Linked DNA regions of Hordeum vulgare: region 2 is linked to region 1. Evidence: chromatin contacts called from public Hi-C data. All regions are on one chromosome and are shown on one strand. The core of a region is the stretch at or near the end of the contact, and the rest is flanking DNA. Distances in the headings are between cores, read along the strand shown.

What was found. Hi-C and Micro-C count contacts between places; a contact is called where the count stands out from the background.
Region 2: a Hi-C map of leaf shows a contact between it and region 1, with 2.6 times the contacts expected there. The contact joins the promoter of LOC123440176 here to the enhancer-like site in region 1. A contact is called at or near these places in 1 of 6 Hi-C or Micro-C datasets (leaf) and 1 of 1 datasets of contacts at active chromatin or transcription factors (embryo).

What each region holds. Positions count from the first base shown.
Region 1 is chr3H:464,190,384-464,195,362 of MorexV3_pseudomolecules_assembly, forward strand. It overlaps LOC123444283 (tryptophan aminotransferase-related protein 3-like), which reads left to right. Exons shown (of 5, transcript XM_045120960.1): 2 at 4,780-4,979. Among protein-coding and RNA genes, the nearest start is that of LOC123444283, 8.4 kb to the left of the region's middle. Within about 2 kb of position 1,763, at least 2 of the 3 cell types and tissues checked have open chromatin away from gene starts, as enhancers often do.
Region 2 is chr3H:464,246,562-464,251,252 of MorexV3_pseudomolecules_assembly, forward strand. LOC123440176 (zinc finger A20 and AN1 domain-containing stress-associated protein 2-like) reads right to left here and starts at 3,165. Exons shown (of 1, transcript XM_045116750.1): 1 at 2,175-3,165. The coding sequence starts at 2,849. The coding sequence ends at 2,442. It overlaps TRNAG-CCC (a tRNA gene), which reads right to left and starts at 823; the gene lies at 753-823.

The DNA.
Region 1 (4,979 bases), core at 513-3,012:
ATCTAAACATATCATCTTCACTGTGGAAACTATTTTGCATTAAAAACCATTCATGTGGTAAAGCTTAACCTGATCCATAATATTAGACCTTTTTCATGCTAGCACATGCTCTACCCAAGTTGAGGGCACACCCATGACTTTTGTTGATTCACATCATTTTGATCTGGCTCACGAAACACAACAACCCTAAGAAAGCTTCATGTTGTACAAATAAATGTGAAATTATGCCCAAGTCGGAGACACACCTAGTAACTTTCTTGGTTCATGTCTTCTTATCTTTCACGACTCCATCACTAGCCCCGATCAAGCTTCCTTCATTGCTTTCAAGAGTGAAGTGGTTTAGATGACGATCTCATGGCGGTTTTGCACATGGGGGAAGTAAGTCAGGGAAAATTTAGGAAGGGAATGCCATCAAATGGAAAGGAGGTTTTAGAGACCTCGGTTAGCTTGGACAAACAATAGGTAACATGCTTTCATAATTTTACAAAAACAAAATCCATTTTGATACATATTTTTTGAAAGCAGAATTTACAAAATCATTATTAACAAAAAATGAAGACATGATACCAATTTGTTTTATGAAATATAATATCTTGATAAAGAATCATAATGCAATTGCTAATTAGGCTTAGAAACTTGATGTTCTGAGCCTACGTTTATTGTAATGCTAGATTAATCACTGCACCCATGCCTTTCGTGTGACCTAAAACTTGAACTCACGCAACTATGTCGCCCTTGACTTACCTAATTGTCACTCGATTGGAGAATCACAACAGTGTTATCCCATGGCTTGCTAATCGGACCATGCATAATCTCTTTCGTCCAAAGAACTATTGTAGCCCATCGCAAAAGAAAAAGAACTATTGTAGAGCTCCCGCAAGAAAAGAGTATTATTGTAGCTGGCATGTGTTAGGATTGGTGCATTTTTTAATTTTTTTTAGCAAAAGGTTATTACTTTTGACATGAAATACATCAGATCAAAAACATCGAAAGAAACATAAACCACAAATATCATTGATAAAACTAAAAGTTATATCTTTGATAAAAATACATCAATATTATACTTCCTGCACACACACAAAAAGATGCTTCAAAGTCGTCGTCGCTAGCTTCGTCTCATGACTTTCCTCCATTGGGAAGCGATTTCATATGCATGATGGTAGCTACAACACCTTTTGATATAGCTTTATTGGTAGCTATACGAGGTGTCAAGTTTCAGTGGCATTGGCACAAGTGCATTTTTATTGTATATGAATGATATTTTCTGACTTTTATTTGTCTTTTTTGTTATCTTTTTGACACAAATCTCTTTTTGTTGTGTAGAAAGGGCATTTCTCATTTCTCTCGGTTCTTTTTCCTTGCCTTTTTGGCATAATTACATGTTTGCTTGACTGGCTGGTCCAAAACCACAATATTTTTGCTATAGTTATTTTTCATATTTCTAAATAATTTATAAAATTAATTAGAGATAAAAATCGAGGCCATGTGTAGCCAAATCATTTATGTTCCTCCATTGATGCAGTAACTTTTTAAGTTTATATTACTGTAAAAATGAACACATGTTATTACAAAATCCGTGTTTTTTCTATTTTTGAGCAGTGGTCGCACAACTGTACAGTCCAGTTTGAATATTTTACGGTTAGTTCGACAATGTACTTAACACTTTCACGTGTTCCTTTAAAAACTCTAGCGACAAGGCCCATTCATTACCATCTCATTCGGCCCCATTCCTGGGTCGTGGCCACACTGCAGACCACCATGCATCCAGGGTCTAGAGTGGCCCAGTGTTACGGCAATTTTGCATGGGCGTGTCGCACATTATAGTATTTGCCGCATCTACCCCTAAAAAAATGTTTGCAGCATCTAACTTTTTTTTTTTGAAAAGGAGGCGGACCCCCGGCCTCTTGCATCGAGAGATCCATGCAACCATATATTAAATTCAAAATCAGGTTTGAACAAAGTCTGTGAAGCAAATAACAAATAAAAAGATACATGGCGCTTGGCTCGCCAGAGCTAAAATAATAATAATAGGCCTAGATGACTAAACACCTATCCTATTAATATGTCGTCGTCCAAACCGGTTGAAGATACCCTGAGGTACCATCTCCTATGGGATACACCCAGTAACCAAAGGCTCCCTGGCTTTCACAGGAGTAAGTAGCGACCACGTACGGATCAAGGCACTGGCCCTGACGATAACCTGCAAAAAATGAATATCGCGTTGTCTGTTAAACACTAAGTCATTCTTGCAATTCCATACAACCCAAAATAGTGCACATGATCCGACACGAATAAGTTTAGCGACTTGAACATCAACCCCCTGTAACCACGTCCCAAAAAACGCGGTAATACTATTAGGGGGACTGATGTTAAACGTGATGTGAAGCGAGCGCCATACGAGTTTAGCCATGGGACAATTAAAAAAGGTGTTTAATAGAATAAAGAATAAAATCTAGTGGGATCATAATAGACTAAAAAATCCGTCCAGTCATTGATCGATCATAAAATAACGATCCAGACGGTTGCCTTAAACGGTCCTTAAAATTTCTGGTTGACCGACACAACTTATATCCAGTCTAAATATGTGGCAGATATGAAGCGCCTGTGTGCGCATGGACGTGTCCGCCGCGTCGGTCTGGCATCATGGACCCATGCAGAATCACTCAAATACCCGATGATCCAACGAACGTCTACTCCGGTGAGGGGTGTGAACGACGCGTGGCGCCGGTGTCATGGGCCACGTAGTCCCTAGCCTAGTTATTGAACCTGACTGTCGGCAACAAACCCTACCCCTTCACATTTTCCTCCTCCCGTCTGTTGCCGCCGCCGCTTCCACTCCCAGTCCGCCGTAGCCCTCCCTGGCCCGGCTATTTAAGCCAAGCTCCCATGCTGCCGCCACTTTCTAACGTGAGACTACCGGTTTCAGCTCCTTGAATAGATCCAAGCAAGGCCCGAAGGCTGGATCACCGCGGGGTTACCTTCGGATGCTGTGGATCCGAAGGAGGAGTTGGAGGAACAGGAGGAAGAAGAGGAGGAGGAGGTTTAGGGGGAGGAGGAGGAGGAGCCGACGAAGGATGTGGGAGACGCTGGAGAGCGGATCTATAGACGAAACAGTAGGCCATCCATAATTCCATCCACTCGGAGTCAGATGCGGAGGCTGCGGACGCCGTTGTCAACAGGAGATGGGGGCGGAACATGTCGCGGAGGAGGCAGTGATGCTTGCTTATTTGGATGAGGTCGAGGAGGAAGAGAAGGAGCCGGTGCCTTCCTACGTGGCCGTCTACCCGACATCCAGCACGGATGCCATGGACACAGTGACGGAACCAGGATTTGGATTTGGTCGTTGATAGGGGGGCAAATACTTATGTACTAGGTCATATCAATCAAATATACACTATATACTTCAGGTTTCGTCAATCGTTGGGGGGGGGGGGCAGTCCCGTGCTCGTCCCCCCTGTCTCCGCCCCTGCATGGAAATCTCCAACGACGATAGATAGGGCAGTACGTAGTATGTATAATTTTTTGCATACTTTATTATATGGATTTATGGGTTGTAATATGAAGACTAAGATGTAGAGTTTTCGAAAAAAAGACTCAGATGCAAAGTTACAAAATTAAGATGTATCACAAGCATATAATAAATCAAATTTATCAAATCCGTCTATAGATGCTCTTAGCCGACAACAAAAACGAAACACAACATGCTAATGCCAGGGCGATCATTTTCAGATGCAGACTTATAAATTTAGGGTCCCCATATTCATCATAGATGTGGCATATTAGATATGCGCCCCACACATCCTGTGTGGTATAATTAGGACCCAACCCGCATGGTCGTGTGTGGGCGAACATTAGAATCTCCCACATGTATGGAGGCAACTACTTCATGCGACGTCTAACAACTATTACTCATTTCCATCCCGCGTGTGTGGCACGAAACAAATATGTTCACACGTCCTGATGCAGCTACGTTACTTACCCGCGGTATGACACTTTAGTTATCCCGAGGGATGGCGCGGTTATTTGGGGTGGCAAATACAGTTATAAAAGTATGGCAACTTCTCTGTTTTGATAAACTATAGTTGCCATGTCTAATTAACGGTAGTTGTCGGATATAATCAAGCCACAATTTCATGTGTGATTAACTTGTTGCCCTATATGTGATCAAACAATAGTTGACATGTGTGATTAACTAGTTGACATGTGTGATCCAACCATAGTTTCCATGTATGGTTAATCATAGTTGCCATGTGTGTTTATCTAGTTGCCACATACACGTAACTACAGTTGCAATCTAGCAACGAATCATAGTTGCCATGTTGTTTACCTAGTTGGCACGTGCGCACAACTGCAATTATCATCTAGCAACGTACTATGGGCAAATGCCAGTTCACCCATACACGCGCGAACTATGTGTTGATTGTGTGGGTTGAAGAGTTCGCCCACGCAACGCAGCTGACAACCGCGTGTTACGGGTCGTGTGGACGAACTCTCCAACGTTCATACACATAATGATGCCTACATGGCATACAAAAGTCATCAAACATTGTCAAGATTCGTGCAAACAGAATCACGTGAATCGACGCGTGCGGATGAAATGCAAATGTGTCATACATGTGAGCGTTATAATTTAAGTAAATTTAAGATGTGTTCGATTACTAAACAGGGCATAATAAATCGAATTTGTCAAATCTAGCTGTAAGATGCTCTTACCCGGCAACAAGAAGGAAACACCACGTGCTAATGCTAGGGCGATCATTTTGCTAATAATTTGCGCAGCGGGGACCCGATGTTCCTGGAGCCGTACTGGATGCGGCACGCGGAGGCCAGCGCCGTGGTGCTCTCGGGGTGGCACCGCATGAGCTACAGAACCACCGACGGCCTCTTCCAGTCCGTCGAACTCGAGCGCTGCATCAGGCGGCTGCACCGGGCCGTCGGCAATGCCGTCGCCGACGACAAGCAAATCGTCTTCGCCTCGG
Region 2 (4,691 bases), core at 1,915-4,414, 58 kb after region 1:
AACTTGCTTATCTCTGTCACACCTAACTGCTGCATATGTTGTCTTTTAATCGACCAACACTCAGCTTCAGACAACATTGTGGATCGAACCATCATCCTACCGAATTCGTTAAACAAAAAACAAAGGGTTAATAAGGACTATTTTTCTTGATCAAAATGGCACAATAAAAGGAAAAGCACATGGAAAACAAAAATGGAAAAAATGAATGCCTTTGTATGCTACGACAAAAGATATGAAACGAAGGGAGTAATAGGTTCTTGTTTGTTCTATTTATTTCTGTTCTGATTGTTGCTATATAAAAATTATGTGATGATTTATTTAATGGAAATGGACGAAGAAACTAGTTAAATAAAATTGCAAAGGGTTAATGAGGGCTATTTTTCTTGATCAAAATGTCATATGAAAAGGAGATGCGCATGAAAAAGAGGAAACCAGAACGCCGATAGCTTTGTTCGCTGATTTTATGGTGTTCAAGTCTAGAGTTGTGATTTGCATGGACACTACGATTAGGTTGTTGCTTGTGGTTCCTTTTCATTTGTGTTTCGGTTCTTGCTTCCTACTCCTTCTGTTATTAAATACTCCCTCCGTCCCAAAATTCTTGTCTTAAATTTGTCTAGATATGAATGTATCTAGTCATGTTATAGTATTTAGATACATCCATTTCTAGACAAACTTAAGACAAGAATTTTGGGACGGAGGGAGTACAAGTTTTTTTAAAATTTCACACGTGCAAAACAGGAAGTAAAAATGTATGCGCATCCAGGGAATCGAACCCTGGTCAGTACCGTGGGAGGGTACTATGATACCACTACACCAGATGCGCTCAGTGATCTTGACGTCAAATTCCAACTATATGTTCAGAAACCAAGGACACGAGTAGCACTACAGCACACTATCGGAAACTAGTAGGAATTGTCCTTTTTTATGCGGGATTGCTAAGAATTGTCCTTGCCTGACCGGCCACAGTAACTTTAAAATTAACATCGGGTCCAACTCAATAAATTTGACTATGTGATAATGAGTCAATAAGGAAAAAAGTTAAATTGAGTAACTTATATAGTCATTGAGTCTATGAATAACATTACATATATCAAGACAAAATAAGTCTTTAACCTAATAAATAAAGCTTAAATCTATAACCTAGTAAATAATGCTTTGCATAACGTTACACATATGTTACTACTTACTATGGGACAGCGTGTAAATTACACATATGATAGCGTGTATATTACACAAATGTTACAAGGAACTTTTGGAACCTGGGTATATATATGCAAAATAAATTTAGCAATTTAATAAAAATTTAAAAAATTGAAAATATTTTTAAAATAAACTTGACCTTCCATTATATTTGTGAGAAAATGTTCACAAAAAATAATTAAATTTTCACTTTTTTCTGGAAAAAAAGACAAATTTTCGATCAAGATAGTATGAATAGTAATCTATAATACCAAATAAATTTTATCTTTTTGTCCAGTAGTAAATGTTAACTTTTTTCCTAAAAATTTATATACTGGTGCAAATAAAGTCAAGTTTAATCTAAGAATACTTTAAAACTATCTTGACTTTTTACTTAATTATTAAAATAATAATTCATATAAGATGAATATACAACCAAGAACCAAAGTGTGTTTTCTCATATGGTAACCAAAGGGTATTTTCTCATATGGTAACCAAAGTGTATTTTCTCATATGTTACTACCTACTATGAAGTTAGTAATATAGGCTAAAATAACGTGTATGTTACTAGTATAAGTTACTCTTCATTGTGACTGATCTAGGGAGAAAATTATAGACCATTCGCTTGGGAAACTGCCTGATAATTGTTGTTCTCCTATTTAGGCTTCAGACATACTAGTTTGAACTGACTGAAGAACCATCTTCAGTGATAGTACCATGCCTAGAGCGCATGATCTTGTAGAACAGTGGAGCAAGTAGCATACAGCGTGAGACGGCTAACTAACATGATGATGCATGGAATAACGAGACAGCCATGGGCCGTGGCTGGAACTGGGCATAACTCGAATGGCCCTGGAAACTACTCCCCTCCGTATCATAATATTTATTGTTGGGAAACTGGTCTAGTTTTCCCTAATAACAAATATTTAGTAACAGAGGTTTAATGTGATGAGATAGCATCCATTGCTCAAACTTACTCCAATGCAAAACAAAAAGAAGACGGGAGAAGCGCAACACACGTAGGAGTACTAGCGAAAAGAAACCACACAAAATGACAGAATCGTCCATTTGGATTCTGTATCTGGAATTCAGGAGTACAAACCATCGGACCTGAGTCCATCGCTCTGGCCGAAATCACTGTTTTAACTTTATGGGTCAACATGTTTATAAACTGAACTCCACACACGGAAGTATTTGACGATCACACCCACTACCACACCTTCGTCGATGAACTGGAGCCGAAGGAACCCAAACTTAAGAGCTCAGAACTTGTCGACCTTATCAGCCCTGACGACGGGGTTGGCCTGGGAGATGGCGTCGCGGCCGGCGCCCCTGTAGTCGTAGCAGCAGTCGTGCCGGTCCGAGTAGCGGTGCTCGCCGCAGAACACGCCGCCGCACCGGCACTCGAACCCCATCAGGCCCACCTTCCTCCCGCACGACGCGCACCTGCTCCTCGCCTTTGCCCTACTCGCCCCCTCCTCCTCCGCCTCCTTGGACGTCGCCGCCACCGACGCCTGCAGCTGGGCCTGGGCCTCGGCGCGGCGAAGGCTGTCGCGGAAGCACTTGGAGCAGAGGCCGCCGGTGTCCGGGGAGCCGAAGAAGCCGCAGCCGTTGGCGCAGGGGAGCGGGAGCTGATCGGGGCTGTCCGGGTTCTTGCCGCCCTGCTCCATCGTTTGCACGACGAATCACGCACGCGGTCGGCTTGGTGGTCGTTGGGGATTGGAGGCGAGGAGATGTGGGAGGGGAGGGGAGGGGAGGGACAGCACCGACGCAGACGCAGCTTGATGCGGGAGGCTTCCGGAAAGTGGTGGATCAGACCGATGACCGATCCGGTATCTATCAGTGTGTGACCGACGGTGCCGTACTGTCGTTTCTTTCGGCGGGGATGGGGCACCGGGACTGGAGCTCGTGTTTTACGCGGGCATGCAGACGCAGTGCAAGCGCGGCGGTGAGCGGTTCCGCGCGCTGCAGGTGAAACTCTGTTTTGTTAGCACAACCGTTCAGCCTGAGAGGATCGGACAGCGGGAGATGTTCTGTGGTCTGGGACTCAACCTTTCGTTTCTTCTTGAGAGAGAGAATCTGTTGAGCCCAAACTAGTCAAGCCGACATTAGTCCAACAAGTAGCATGGGCCCAACTAAAAAATCGGCCTAAATAAAATAATGGAGCAGTTGGCCCGGTCCGGTGCTAATTTTTGTTGAGTATACAACAATTTTCGATAAATCTAATTCAAAAGGAAATCATAAACATGGCATTAATCATGTACTTGTATCTACCATGCAAATAGCATAAACTGTAAGAGCATCTACAGCCGGAAATCACGAATATAACCCCTAAACGCCCGCGAACGCGTTCGGTCAGTGACCTGGCATGTCTCCTATTTGTCTGTCCACGCAACCATACTCTTAATTTTTTTCCCGCATATGTCCAGAAACTTTCATGTGATTGATGGAGAGAAAAAGAGAACAAGAAAAGAATGAATAAAGAAAAGAAAACGATGGTCTGGGATGGGGTCGCGTCCTATGTGACGCACTGTACCGGCGCGCTCGGACGCGTCCGCAAGCCCTTATATCCTCTCCATATTTGAGATCGATATGAGGGGTTGTGGACATTCCGGACGTATAAGGGTGATATGAGGGGTCTGGTTGGGTTACTTTTTTTTGTTCTCTCTCCTGTCCGGTCACTCACCGAGCTCGTCCGTGGACCTACGAGGGGTCAATTCAGGCGTTCGACTGTACATGCTCTAAGCAACGTAAAAAACAGTAAAGAACAAGAGAAGGAAATGAGTTATACCATCTAGGCTCTAGTTGGCCAGTACGTAGTTGCGACGACGACGGCAACTTCGTCGGCGTTCTTCTTTCTCAAGAGTGAGCTTCATGACTTCAGTGGACATTTGGTGGACATTGTGACGGTGAAGACGATGAGGACGTAGACAAATAGTAGACGTAGACGAACGGTAGCGAGCAGTCGCGTAGGAGACGCTCCCCAAAACCCTAATCATCATTTTCCCGGTGGAGGATCTCAAAGGATGGGATTTCAGAGGCCTGCCCTCACATACAGTCATCTACGCGGTGGAAGGAATGGAGTCACTGAAAAGCAGCAGCACTGAAAGGAACGACTTTGGCTAGTGCACATGGAGGCGAAGCAAGTGTGATCTGAGTTGGGCGGCAATTAGGGTTGTTGACGCCTCTAATATATGGACTCGGTCTCGTAAGGAGACGTGGATTGAACCCGCGTTCGAGTCGGCAACAACACGTGATCCGATGTCTCAGATTCATGACGCGTCCATTAATGACTCGTAATTAATTGACAATCAATTATCTCGTCTTGACCAACAAAAACTAAGCACACGCATACATATATAGGTTTGAGCTTGGCTCGGCTCGATGACGAGACACGACGCGCGTGCGCGGCGGGGGGGGGGGGGTAAGGCATGTTGAGGCGGACAACAGAGGAGGTCCGCACGGGAACAACTCCTCTTCGCAAGAACTAACAAAATATGGAAGAGGGTCCC